Regions from separate parts of the Rattus norvegicus genome. Here region 2 is linked to region 1. Evidence: chromatin contacts called from public Hi-C data. All regions are on one chromosome and are shown on one strand. The core of a region is the stretch at or near the end of the contact, and the rest is flanking DNA. Distances in the headings are between cores, read along the strand shown.

Region 1 (7,173 bases), core at 3,926-6,425:
ATAACACTATAGACCTTTGCGTTTTCTAAGGAAAAAGCAAGACTTCAGAATAGTGCTAACAGTGCTGGGAAACACCTTGTCCATAGTTAGACTATAGACTCAAATTAAAAATATGACCATCTCTTGACGAGAACTTAGAAGCAGCATGGCTGTGGTTTGGATGGCTGGAGCTTGACAGAATTAAGACAACTGCAAATGGCTTTTCTGGGCATCGAGTCTGCTTTGTAAGCATAATTACTGTTTGGAGTTAGTTTTAGACAAAAATCTGAAAATTCTTTCCTTCAAATAATAGATTTTATAGGTCTCAACTGTTGAAAACTTAAAAAGGACAGAGTATAAATCAGTTACCTTCTGAAAACCTTAAACTACAGGCCACTCTCAAAAAGTAAGAAGATTCAGTTTTCCTTTTCCCTGAAATACAAACACCCACAAAAACATACAAATGTAGACACACACACACACACACACACACACACACACGCACACGCACGCGCATGTGCACACACACATGCATACACACACACATGCACACACAGACACATGCAGATACACATATATAGACACAAAAAACATACACACATATACATACAGACACATGTACACACCCATGAAGATACATACATACACACACAGACACTTGCACAGGTACATGTGCACATGTGCAAGCACAGATACACACAGACATACACATTTGCACATACCACCTATGCTCACAACCCATTACTCAGGTTGTAAGTCAAAACAAGTGAAGAACAGGGTACACATGATGTCTTCAGGTGATGTCCACCTCACATACCAGCTCTAGCATGCTCCTGTTCTATTTGCAATACTCATCATAAGGGGCCATCTCTTTTTTCAAAGCGTTTTAAAATAAGAGGAAGAAAAGTTATTTAAAAGCAAAAAGTGCTAGTCTCACACAGCTATTAGAGTACTGAAGTGACTCACAGGTTAAAAGAGAGGCAAAGGTCCAGACTTGCTTGTAGAAAGGATACAGCTGGTACTGTAAAAGTCAATCTACCTGTCTGTCATACTAGAAATCTGTTTACAGTAGCTGAGTGGTCTAGAGGGGCTCTTACTGTGAGAGAAATTAAACTTTTTTCCTTATGGAAGTATATGGTTACTGTAATTTGGTACCTGGAGCAAGACACAGCTTAATGCTAGGAAAAAGTTATAGTCAAAACCTGTATGGAATTCATACATGTAAACTTTTAAAAAAAGTGGTTTTTAGGCCTTTTAAAGCAATAAAAATGTTTTAGATTTTAAGATTATTAAAAAACATTTATGTTTTACATGTATTCAATGATTTTGTATGTCTGTGTGTGTGTGTCAGAGAGAGAGAGAGAGAGAGAGAGAGAGAGAGAGAGAGAGAGAACACAGACACACAGAGAGAGAGAGAGAGAAGACAGACACAGAGAGAGAGAGAGACAGACAGACAGACAGACAGGGAGACAGATAAATATATATACATACTACATGCACACACATATACATTCATACATACACACACACAGATACATACATATGTATGGAGGTATGGCCTAAATCATTCAGGTGAAAAGGTCATAGGGTTCTAATGCAGGAAGTCATTTTGAGAAACACCAAGAGTAAATCAGTTCTGCTTCAAATCCTGCTGCAACTGATAGCCCCACCTCTCAATCATATTGATGTGTAATGCTTCAGATAAGGAAATTAGTACTTTCTTAGATATCAGTGATAACTGTACCTAAACTTAGCATTTTCTTATATAAAATATTACTTATTATATGAAATTATAAGATAATTCATATAAGAAATTATATATTAATAGCTTTACCCCTGTCATTAACCTTCTAAGTGTGACCCCACATGAAAAAGTCTATGCCAAGATAAACTCTATAAGGTACAAAGCCCGAAAAGCTTTAAACACCAACCTTTAACAATAAGAAAAGATGTAAACCATAAAAGAAAGAAATTGAGGAATCCAGTGACAATCTGTCCAGAGCTGTCCAATGGCAGGAAATAAAAGAAAGAAGAGAAAAGAAAAGACTTTAAAAAGTCCTTGCCTAAGTTAAGTAATGGAGGCTGCTCTGCAGGGGACTGAGTCTCTCTTACCAGAGAGAGCAAAGCTACCTGTGAATGGACAGGAACAGAAGGGCAGCACTGAAGCCACCACTGGGATCCAGGGTCTTTTGGTCAATTCATTCTTACTTGTATGACCTGTGTAACTAAAGAACCAAACCTGAGACCATTCCTAGCGTTTTTAATCTAGTGCCTCATAATGGGCCATTTGTCTTAAAGCTCTCAACTACTTATGATTTTAGATACACCTCTTTACATTTGGAGAATAATTTTTGATACAATTATCACTAATATCTATCAATGAGGACATACATGAAGGTGTATCATAGATTTTAAAATTAAAGTATATTGCAAAAATATATGTGTAAATTCTTACAGATTAGTAATTTATAAAACATTGAGTTGCAGGGTTTATCATGTGAAGACTAGAACTTTCCATCAGGGCTAAAATGTAGCAGTTCAAGTATGAGTTATTTTTTTAAGTACGTGAAGAATTTTGTATATTAACATCATACACCAAGCTAACATTCCTTCAGGTTTTTTTCTATTTATTTGTAAAATAAACACTATATCCCAGAAGGGTGGTAATTCTATTGAAAAAGGTCAGCTAGAAATCTGTTTCCTTTCGAACTGCAGAAAATTGTTTCAGGACTTGTGAAGGCTCAGATGTAGGGAAACAGGGCTAATAGGGCTCGACCCTAACCAACATTGAAACAAATACATTTGATGGCACAACATATCTGTAAACATTTTATCAAAAATTTTTCTGAAGCATAACAAAAAATTGGTATTTTAGCTGTGAACTTAATGAAGTAGGTTCACATCACGACTATAGCATGGATCTACTTAGGCCAGAACTTTTGCTTCCTTAACTTTCATAACCTTCATGTTCTGCCTGCCTATCCCACAGGGGACTGAACGAGGCATGCTGTATGTGAACCAAAGCGCGTCTGAACTGTGGAAGGAGCGCACACTGGCAAACCGTGGAGGCCTCGACTCTTGGAGGCTTCCTGTGCACGATGCAACAGTATCCACTGTGGGAGCCTCGCTGAAGCCTGGAAGTGTGCAGTCAGCATTTTAAACCATCATGAGCTACCTTCTGAACCATCGCCAAGTTAATAGACAATGAAAGATAATGAGCTTGAAATTGGGTGTTAAATTGCATTTTTGGTTCTCTCCCTTTTTGCTGAAGTTTAACTGTTTCCTGGAGAAATAAAGTCATGTTTTCATGTAGCACTATGTAAACATGTATTTTAGGCCTTGAAACAAGGGAGAGAAAAGGCAGGAAGGTTATATATTAACAAAGAAATTACAAGTTTCTGGATTATCAAAGTACTAGATTATAAACCACATTAGTCTTATGAAAAATGAAGACACTATGGTCAAAGACATCAAAAGGTGAATTATTCATGGCCTGGAGCTCCCTCTGACCTGGAAAGCAGAGCCTACTTCAGTTCCTTATACTGTTAGGGGCTCTCCGGGCTCTCCGTGCTGTTTCGTCAGTGTTAGCGGCTGGACTCAGGTAAGGGAGAGGTGACGGCTGATGGTACTGTTTATATGACCCATTTGCCTTGACGCTTTCAGCTAAGACCCATGGACCCGACTCTAAATAAACAGAATTTTTAATGTCTCATTTTAAACAGGACGAAGGGAATTCAACTTTTGAAAGGTGTCTTTATAGTAGTTCAAAAACCAACAGCAAATTTCACTAATGTCATTTAGCTAAATTTTCGAGGACTTAAGATTTCATTATGATGGGAAGAAAGGCTTATTCTTATTAGTATAATTGTGGACTCTTTCTTTTACTTCCTTTTAAGCTAATGAGTTACATTAATCCAGGTTCATTTTTATAAGCCTCTTGAGGCTAAATGTACAGGACAGTCATCTTAGAAAACAATAAATTAAAAAGAAAGCATGTTCTGTGCATGAAGTGCACGTATTTCCTAAGACCTAGGTTAATACAACTGGCATCCAGTTTAATTAATCCTTGTTAGTGTAAGAACCAGTACCCTCCCTAGCCTGTTTCCTTTAAACATTAGTATGGTAATTAGATTTTTTAAAAAAAAATTTCTTTGTACTTAAATGTGGCATTTCTATCACGTAAATTTCTTCTCAATAGCTACCTTATAAAGATGTTTTCTTATAATGTCTGGTCTCTCACAGAAACTCTTGAGCCTTTTTGAAAGCTGTTCAGGTGTGGAATACAGATACTCAGCTGCAGGAAAAACAGATACATTTTTAATGAAACAAAAACCTCAAAGCACACACTCGATATTAGTCACTTTACTAATTAAAAATGCATATTGCTCTGTGCCGCCTCATGTTTTACATTATTTAAGCATGATTTTATAAGGTTACCTCAGCTCACAAGGATGTTTAATGCTAAATAAGACTGTGTAGTTGTGCTGTTTAGACATCTCCTCTGGGTGATTAAAATACATTATTCTAATGCAGCACAATGCATATGTGATATATTTAGTGATGAGATTTTTTCAAAGACCCAGTACTGTAGCTGTATGTACCCTGTACAACAGTTGCATATTATTAACTAGTCAATTGTTTAAAGAATTTGGTATGACTTCCAATCCTTGAATTTTCTCTGTGTATATCATTAAAAAAAAATCTGTTAGCAATTGCAGCAGTACTGACCTGCTTATAAAAATCCGTCATTATGAGATGTGTATGCTAACAATAAAGAATGCTATTTGAAAACTTGCTTTTTTTGTTATCTTAAAAGAACAGATGGTAAATATAAGCTTACTCTAATGTATTAAAACACATAAACTCTCCTTAACACTAACATGTTGACTTGCCGAATAAACAACTGCTCCTACTTAAGTTTATTTTCAAACTCTTAGTTTAGCATGAATCCTGTATTAAATCACAACAAAGAAAAAGCACATGAAAGCGGCTACCTGGAAAGATTTCAGGATAAACCAAGTCTTTGGGACAGAGTGGGTAACAGCCACAGTACACAGCTTCCAACCTGCAGAAATGTGAGAAAGAGGACAGGGCAGCAGGCATGAGCACCACAGTCAGAAGGATCTGTCTAAGAGAGCAGTGAGAGCCCAGAGCTCACGGGACCAGCATCCTGGGCGGCCCTCTCCTCCTCGATGCCAGAGCTGCTCTTTGCGAGAGTCTATTGACCATACCCGACTTCCATGGGGCAGAGCCGCCAGCATATGCTTTGTTCACTGAAGTAATCAAAGCGCAGCTCTGCATTTTTGTTGTTTCTAAAATACTGTTTAACACATTTTATAATCAGCAGATAAACATATTCAACAACATGGGAAGTATGGACAGCTTTTCTTAATAATGCTGCGAAGTCCCAGAATGTTCACTTTTCAAAAAATGTTTAAATAAAATAGCAAAATACTTTAGCAGGGAAGCCGTAGAAATGATCGAGGCTCTTTTAAAGCAGCAGAAAAAAAATTTACAATCTGTTGTGATGGGCATTTTCAGTTCAGGCTCATGCTTGGAAACAATTTGTTATTATGCAGATGTAAAACTCCAATTGTGGAAAAACTCTTGTTCAGATCATTTTAATGAACATTTTGCTTTTCTGACTAAAATCAGCTTACTTTCTATTTTATCAGAAGAGAATAGTTTCGCTCCTAAACAACCACGAAGTTGCGAGTTTTCCTAGGGACTGTGTCTGGAAGGTCTCCTCCTGTCCCTGTGGTGGGGGCTACGCAGAGGAAAGGCATCCCCCTGCAGTCTGCTAGGTTTGCATGATGGTATTGATCCGACGTATCATAAACCTGGAATATACCACTGTCATTTCTGTTGGCTAGATATTATGCAGTGAAATTCAAAACACTCTTTAAAATATGTTTATTTTATGAGAAACTTTGAATTGCATCCAAAATGTTGACCAAAGGCGGAATTTATTTTGAACTGCAGAATTTTTTCAGTCCAAGAATGATCTGAAGTCATGTCAATGTTTACCTTGTTTATTTACAGTGACAGAGTACATGCAATTTAAACTGTTTTTAAGTGGGTGATGGTTTCCCTATTTTTTTTTATGTTACACTGAAATTAGTTTAAAGAGAAAGTATTCACTTTGAGCTACAGTTTTTGGAAAGTACTAAGTTGTTATAAAACACAATAGAAATGCAAAGGTTTTAGTTACCAACTATCAACTTCAGAAGACAGGCTATCTGACCCTTTCTTAAACGTGTAAGTATTATAAGCACAGCTATAAATTACACTGTGCTGTAGTAAAAATCATAAAAATAAACGCTTGAGCATGTCAACCTCTGATGCACTTCACAAACCAAAGAAAAAAAAGCACAGTGCCTGAAGTCACTCAGTTTTAAAACGCTGTGCCAACGGAAAAGCAGATACATATGAACATTCTCTCATAATTACATAAAATTAAGAGTAAAGTCGCTGGCATTTCAGAAAGTGCAGATTATCTGCTTTTTAATAATGCATTTGAATTATTGTATATCCAAAGAGAAAAATCACAGGCTGATTTACATTTGAGTCAGCGTATGAGTATGTCCCACACTGTGTCCAAAACGCCTCTACAATAAAATATCACATAGTAAGTCATGAACAGCATTGTTTGATGTAAGAGGGAAACTTAAACAGCAATAACAACAACCTAGATTTTTGTTTTTATTTGCAAATAATCTAATTCATATTTAAGGTTCTAACTCGTTAAACAATCAGAACAATCTCTTGGCTGGTTTTGACTTGTTAAAATACTAGTGTTAATATTTAGCTTGGGATTACATTTTCAAACACATGACCAAACCTATAATATTTAAAAATAAATCACACATCATCCTCATAAGTTCCTCATAATTTTGTTATTCTGGAAAACACTCCTGATAATACAATTATTCATCATTTCGATCCTTATGCACTACCAGTTAAATAATAAATAGGGTTCCAATTGATCTATTGTTAAAATGACTAGTAAATGACCTTTTTATTCCAATTAACAAATCATCAGCTAAATCTATGAATCTTAATATTCAGATCTATTCACTTCAATTCATACAATTTATCTGCAAATAGTTGTTGGGCTTTTGATTCTAAATATAATTAGCTGATAATTTTGCTTGGCTGAATTACTTTTCTGGAGGGCCTGCAAAGGCTCTCAGT
Region 2 (7,173 bases), core at 2,499-4,998, 560 kb after region 1:
AATTATTCTCAAAAGAAAGAAATCATTTTACTGGAGATTCAAAGCCATACCTTCCTTTAAGTTAAGATGGGTACACCGACCAATTCTGTATTCACTGTTCGATAGAAGAAATTACCCTCATACAGACGAGATGCAAAATTTTAACTTCGAAATATTCAAGTTAAAAATCTCCAACCTCTCCGAGTTTACGTTAGAATGTGGGGGGACAAAACTAAAATGATGCCCAGATATACAAAAATGAAGGAGAACCCCCCCCAAGTGGTAGTTACGGTAGGATGTATTCTTTGACCTACTGATTGGGAAGCTATCTGAGTCATGACTTTGTAGTTAAAATAGGAGCTACAACTTGAGTATGTAGCGTAATAGTCCCATCTCATCTATGTCACCAAAATGACAGCTTCAAGCCTCAGTGTTTCAACTTGGCTCCGCCAGAGAAATAATTTCGAGCACTGGTGAATCATTCTGATGATTCTGTCCCTCAGACGAAAAATGAAAGCAAAGTTTCAGTCAGGTCCCGTTGGACATGCTTTCTCCTCCCTACCCTGCGTGTCAGAGCACTTGCTTCTCTGAGGCAGGCTTCTGAAGCCCCATGCTAATGTCTAAGCAAGTCTGTGGTGCCCAACTGTTACTGGGCATGTCTTTATCGGCTCTCATACTTTCTTGGGTCACAAACACACGGTTATCTGAGGAAACATGGGTCATCTTCCTTCTCCTTTCTCTATTCAGCTCCTGTAACTTTCCTGTCAGAAGCCTTAAAAAAAAAAAAAAACAAAAAACAAAAAACAAAAAAACAAAACAAAACAAAACAAAACAAAAAAACCCCAAAAAAACCTACAGTTACTGTTGCTCAGAAGAGACAAAGTTTAACTTCTGGGTTGGCAATTGGAGAATAATTCATGAGCAGATTTCTAGCAAATGATATGATTTGCTAAATTTTGGTCTTTGATTTATATTTATGTAGTCCTGCTTCTGCTGTAAGGTTGTGCCAGCCTCAATTAGATCATGAATGAGATCATTTTAATTCAGCCCCCAAACTGTGACCTGACCATGCTCTGAAAGTGTTCAAAAAGTAATTGTAAGCCTCCTTTTGCTTTGAAAAGGAATACTGCATGCTTGGTCGTTCATACAAATAACATAAAACTTAATTATTGGATGATTTGGCAGAGGATCTTCTTGCCAAACAACAGTCAAAGCCAGCTACTGTGACGCTGGCACCGTGCAGGCCCTAGCCCACAGCCCCCTTGTGTATGGGTGTTTGTTCATTGTGTCTTAGGGCAAGATATTTCAAATAGGATTCATGGATCTAGGACACAGGGTGCAACCCAAAGGGTGTACCGTATTTATAACTCCAGTTTAAAAATGCTGTCTCACCTAGAAGGGAAGTAGATCTGCGCTGTCAAATCACCAGGAGGCTGTGACAAAGGGAGCTTGCAGCCTGACACACGGTGTAACAACATAGCAAACACCTTTAATTCTGTCATGTCTCATACCCTTTACTTTCTCACACATTTATGGCTGCTCGAACGTTGACACCTACACTCCCTTTGAAACTAAAAAAGGCGATCTTATTTAAGCCCAAATGCAACACCTGTAAAGTTATTCTTGTGCCCAACAAAAAATAACCATTAACTCCTTCCTCATAAAAACCTCTCTGCTTGCTTTGGAAAGTCTCAAGCTGGTAACGGGGCGGGTGCCTGAGGGCCTGACTCTGCGGTTCACATGACCTCTCTAGCTCTGACAGATAGGCAAGACTTCCCCCTTCTGAGGATGCTACGACTAAGATAATGTCACCGTCCTATTGGCCTTTGCAGCTTTTCAAGTTGAAGCCTGCTTCTTCCTCATAAACTTCTGGTATCTCTCACAGTGAGGAGAGAGACCCCAGCTGCTTCATTCCCTCTAGCGACCGAAGTCTAATATTTTAAAAGCTAGAAATGAAAATAGCTTTTCTAAAGATATTTCTTGGAATATTTAATGTGCTGCCTTGACTCCCCTTTCTCTATTTTTTTTTCCTTGCCAATTATAAACCACCATTTGGAGGGCTTATGAGCAATGTAAGCCCACCTCATCTAATTAAACCACATTGTTTTAAAAGCTTGAACAGTTTTCATGTCTACAAGACTTGTCTGAATAATAAACTGTGAGAGCCAGGATTTCATGTGCTGACTGCAAAGGGCCAGGCACTCAAAGAGTTAACCCGCATTGCTGGGTAGGTTAATATCACAGCTGCCTGGTACCTCACTTAACAAAAGCCTCCTTTTGCAAACAGACTCTCACCCCCCCCACCCCCAGTGTCCAAAGGTGTTTACTGAAGTAAATCTGCCTAAATCCTTCATTGCTTGAGTCATGGGGGTGGATAGGAGGGTGGATAGGAGGGGTGGAAGGTGTAGCTAATCTCTTTTTGTAAATTCTGTAAATCTTCTGGGAAAAAGGGGTGGGGGGATTAGGAATCCGTGTCACATGCCATGTACAATTCCTAATGTGTCCATTCCTGCTGCTTTCATAAGTGACATATACCACATAGGTGTTGGAACAGCTACCCAATAACAAACAGGTCCTCTCTTCTTTTGCAAAGCTCATATGTCTAAAGTTGTGTGTGTGTGTGTGTGTGTGTGTGTGTGTGTGTGTGTGTGTGATCTAATTGCTGAGGAAGAGCTGTTGGTATCTTAAAAATGGTTTTAGAAGAGGGGGGACAGACAAGTCTATAGCAAGATAATGTGCTGCAAAGTTGTCACGAGAGGGACCTGGATGGCTGTGGTCCTGCTCCAGTGTCTTCGACTGCTTGTTACTTTTGCCTGTTGAAAATGGAGGCAAACGACACAGGAAAACCTGACAGGTCCGCCCACGAGGGTTTAAACAATTCCCAGCAAGAAGGAGCCCTTTAGGCACAAACTTTCTCTGTCAAGAAAAACGTGAATACCACCAGCCCCTCCCTACAAATCCTGAAGCATCCAGTTTGAGATACAAAAAGGCTGTCATCTCACAAATGTTAAACATACTAAAAAAATCTGAAAAAAAAAGTATGGAGAAGGTGTGAAAGCGTGGCACTTTACAGCCCTCAAAGCTTTTTAAAATAGAACAACTTTTCCCCCTAAAATTCTTTTCAGAGATTTTTTTTTCCTTTTTGGCTCATTTGAGAGTTTCTTTCTTGGCTTTTTTCCCCTTTCATTTGAAAATATGAATTATCATAAAAAGTCAGGGTGGGGGGGAATGGGAAAGTCTTTTCCAGTTTTCCTGAGGATTTTTTCCCCCATCGGTGTTCAGGCATCAGCCCCTGCAGCCAGACCAGGGCTGGGTCTCCAAGCCCGCCCCTTCCCGCCCACCCTCCAGTGCACCCACCTCCTAGGTCATATGGTGAACAATCATAGTTATTAAGGCCAAATTGTAAGTAGCATTCAAGAGTGGGAAGTCTGCACACCTGACCCCAAATCTAACAGGCGTCTGGGCTAGAATTCAATCCCTCTCTTACACTTTTTACCTCAAGTGGAGTGGTGGCCATGAATAGTACAGACATGCCATCTTGTAACACTATATGCCTGTCAGGAGGGGCAGGCAGGGTTGAGCATCAACTATATAAGGCTGGTAACTAGGAGAAGGCCCAACAAACAGCCACAAACACCTAAGTTACTTTACTCAACCACTACCCTCTGCCTCTCTCTCTCTCTCTCTCTCTCTCTCTCTCTCTCTCTCTCTCTCTCTTTTCATCTTGGCTTTCTGTGGCAGAATGCAAATGGAGCCTGCCGGCGGTGAAAGGGCTGAATTGTGATTAAGAAGAAGAAGAGCTCTTTCTTTGTTCTCCCCTCAGGGGATGTTTACTGGGAGAGACACAGCGGATCAGATATGAAAGGCATTCAGGTCAGCATTGATGTGAGCGAAAGTGAAATCATACCTAAGGCATTCAAAAGACCGCCGTGTCAGGGGTTCAGCTAACGGTGCAGCTACTGTGTGTCTTCCCAGAGAGGCAAAAAAAAAAAAAAAAAAAAAAAAAAAAAAAAGCCAAACCTCCTACTGACTGGCCATTTCTTTTTCCCCTAATTTGTTACAAAATTATAAAAAGCACCCCCACCACAATATACAACAGTTAGGATTTTCTCTCCTCCTGGACCACACAGAAAATCAAACCAACTTCTAATGATGATAGTATTACATAAATGAACCAGGAAGCCACTCTGCGATCTGTGAAATAATTTTTAAAATAGGTGTGGGTTACATAGATTTGTGATATACAGGAGAAAGTGGAGAGGAGAGAACTCTAGAAGACACATGCATGGATGGCTTTTCCTGTCAGCACCCTGACAGGAAACACAACACAACACACATGCACACACATAAGCACATGCACCCAAACACACACACACACACACACACACACACACACACACACCCCACAGAGAGAGAGAGAGAGAGAGAGAGAGAGAGAGAGTGGGGGGAGGGAGGGAGGGAAAGGGGAGGGAAGGAGAGAGAACAGAACATCTTAAAATGAAATTATTTACTTTGTAATTACTAGTTACACCTTTTCTCAGAGCTTTAGTTCTGATACAACTGTCACCCAAGATAAAACTATCTAGCATACAGCTTGTGAAGACAAGGCTTCTTACAGCCTGATGGTTATTGTCGTCTTCCTTTAAAACCTGCTTATGGAGAAATCCTCACATCTTACTTCTAAAAGTTTACACTCCCTACTGCCCAAATAGTCATTCAGTAGATTTTCCCAAGTGGTAACCTGATGTGGTTGGCCCAAACAGATCTATATAAATATATACAAAACTCACAAGTCACAGCAAACACACTAACACCAAGGAGGGTCCTGGATGTTCCAAAGCTCGAAAAATTTAAAAGAAAAAAAATCACATTTCATCTTCTGGTTGTTTAAGAAGAAAGGGAACTAAAGAAATGGGGCTGCATTTATTGGTTTTGAGTCACCCTTTCCTCTGCTCTGCTCTCTATTCTTCAACATTCACATCTTGGCTAAAAAGCATATTTGGGCTTATGTTAACATCTGCTTTTGTACTGACATTTTGTATATTTTCAACTAGTGTTTCTGCATCACAGATTTTCCTCCTTTATCTCCTTGCTCTAAAAAGACAAGCAAAGAGCAATCAAAAAGGTGTCTGACTTGGCCATTCAGACAATTGCCCCCTTGTGGGAATGCGGGAATGAATGGTACAGTGGACACCCAGCACCATTGACGTTATAAACATGTAAATGAAACACATTAGCGCAGACAATCAATTGTCTGTGAGCATTGCAAACCTGCACTCCCTCTCTCTGTGACAGGCACAAAATAGTGTCTACCTTGGGAAGCCACAATGTTGACGAGGAATAGGACAAAGAATCTCCTTTCACATAGAGAAAAAGCACCTTCAGAGCCTTGGAAGAACGCAGATGACAAAGAGAGTTGTAAGGAGAACCCCCCCACCCCCAGAATAATTACGCCCCTGTTAGAAAGCTAACAGCAGCCTTCTTTCCTACCTTCAAGGGAAGCACACACCCCTACCCCCATCCCAGGAAAATATGGCATTAGAGTCTTGAATAACCTCTTGTAATTTTCTTTAAGCAAATTAAGAAAGAGAGAATGAAGGGAAGAATCCAGACTCTATGACAGAGCAGTTTGACAGGGAACTGTAGGCTAGGCTTTTGCCACATTTGAAAATAAATGCTAAACGATGTGAAATCATTTTTTACTTGACAACAGAGCAACATTACAAAGTTTAAAACCTGAAGCCTACCCCTACCCCTGGTGGACCGCCACAGCATGGATGCCACCGGGCTAGCTGCTGGCTCTGCTGGGAAGCAAAGCACGTGTCTACCCCAATTGGCATAGTTTTTCTTTTTTTTTTTCCCCAAACCAAAATAAAACAAATAGATCAGTCTAGATACATAGCCCCCAGCCTTGTGTGTGCAGTATCTCCACGGAGAGAACAGGACGGAGATGGATCTCTCTGGAGTACCCTCAGAGTTGGTACCTGCCGCACAGACAGCCTGAAAAAGCAAAGAAACAGGCTCCCTACAGCAAGCTCACCAACTTTAGGAAAGCGACTTGCTAAAGATTCCCACAGTTGCAAAGATAGGTAAGTTGTGACCAATTATAACCTGAAGGCCACCATCCTGCTTTGGTGTGTATAGGGGGTCTGTCACTTCCAGCTGCCCATCCCAACTTCCCCTCTGAGGGAGGGGAGGTGGAAACCCCATCCTGAGAAGGGGTTGTTTGATTGCAGTCGCCTTTCTTTCCATTTAAGCACCCCTGCAATGAGAGCAGCGTCTCCATTCCTCATTGCCTCTCAGCATCACTAACAGAACCTCCAACTCCTTTTAAAGAAGTGCAAAAGAGCGAAGGTTTCTTTCAAGCAGGGATAATCATTTCTGCTCATCTGATGGCTTCTCCCTGAGATATTCAACTCAACTACTTTTCTTTACAAACTGAAAATCACAGAGCAAAGGTGTTTGGTGAAAGCTGTCCTGTCCACTACCCACCTCCTAGGAAGCCCACAGCACCCAAACCTTGAGCAGAAACTTTGAAGCAAAATCAAGCTAACTTTTCCTTCCTTCTTTCGTTTCCTTCTTCTCCCTTCCTAATTCATTGTTTTTCCATTCAAAGACAACTTCATCCCCTTCTCTGAAACAGGCAGACCAGCAATTTCATTTGTGCTAAAACACGCATATGTCCCTGTGATTTTTCCAGAGGCTGGTGGTGGAAGCTGGGGGACTGGGCAAGCAGGCCTTTCTTCCCAGATGGTTACTAAACAAGAAGGAAACGGTAGCATTCTAGGACCTGCTGTCTAAAATCAGGGGTGAAAGCCCCAAACTTTTCAAGTTACAAACAGGCTGCAAGTGGTGGCAGACTGCATCAGAACCTTTCCATTCTGGAGAGCTCATTCCTGCTTCCAAGGCTATGTGGAGATAGTGGGGGTATAATCAGAGGACTATAAAGGGGGGCTGGCTTTCCCCCTCCTCTCCAGCCTTAGTGAAAGTGTTACAAAGTGAGTCAGGCGGCTGAGGATCATCTGACTGAACTTTCTTGAAACCTACACACATTCTTGTCTGCTGCCTATTTGCTTTAATGCCTCTTTCCCTAACCCCACCTCTCCTTCCCTCCACGCACATCTTGTTTTCTAGGAAGAGGTTTTTCTGCTTTCCCTGTGGACGGAAGGAGAGGTACTACCAGCCATTCTTAAC

The links. A called contact is a pair of places that touch in the nucleus more often than the background predicts.
Region 2: a Hi-C map of frontal cortex shows a contact between it and region 1, with 3 times the contacts expected there. The contact joins two enhancer-like sites. A contact is called at or near these places in 3 of 12 Hi-C or Micro-C datasets (Schwann cells, frontal cortex and psoas muscle) and 1 of 1 datasets of contacts at active chromatin or transcription factors (oligodendrocytes).

Annotation. Positions count from the first base shown.
Region 1 is chr3:49,177,961-49,185,133 of GRCr8, forward strand. It overlaps Gtdc1 (glycosyltransferase-like domain containing 1), which reads right to left. Exons shown (of 11, transcript NM_001393689.1): 9 at 4,974-5,044; 10 at 4,182-4,273. It overlaps LOC134486357 (a long non-coding RNA gene), which reads left to right. Exons shown (of 2, transcript XR_010065179.1): 2 at 2,969-3,291. Among named protein-coding and RNA genes, the nearest start is that of Gtdc1, 390 kb to the right of the region's middle. Within about 2 kb of position 5,176, at least 11 of the 93 cell types and tissues checked have an H3K27ac peak or open chromatin away from gene starts, as enhancers often do.
Region 2 is chr3:49,740,958-49,748,130 of GRCr8, forward strand. All of the region lies in intron 2 of Zeb2 (zinc finger E-box binding homeobox 2), which reads right to left. Among named protein-coding and RNA genes, the nearest start is that of Zeb2-as1, 8.0 kb to the right of the region's middle. Within about 2 kb of position 3,749, at least 37 of the 93 cell types and tissues checked have an H3K27ac peak or open chromatin away from gene starts, as enhancers often do.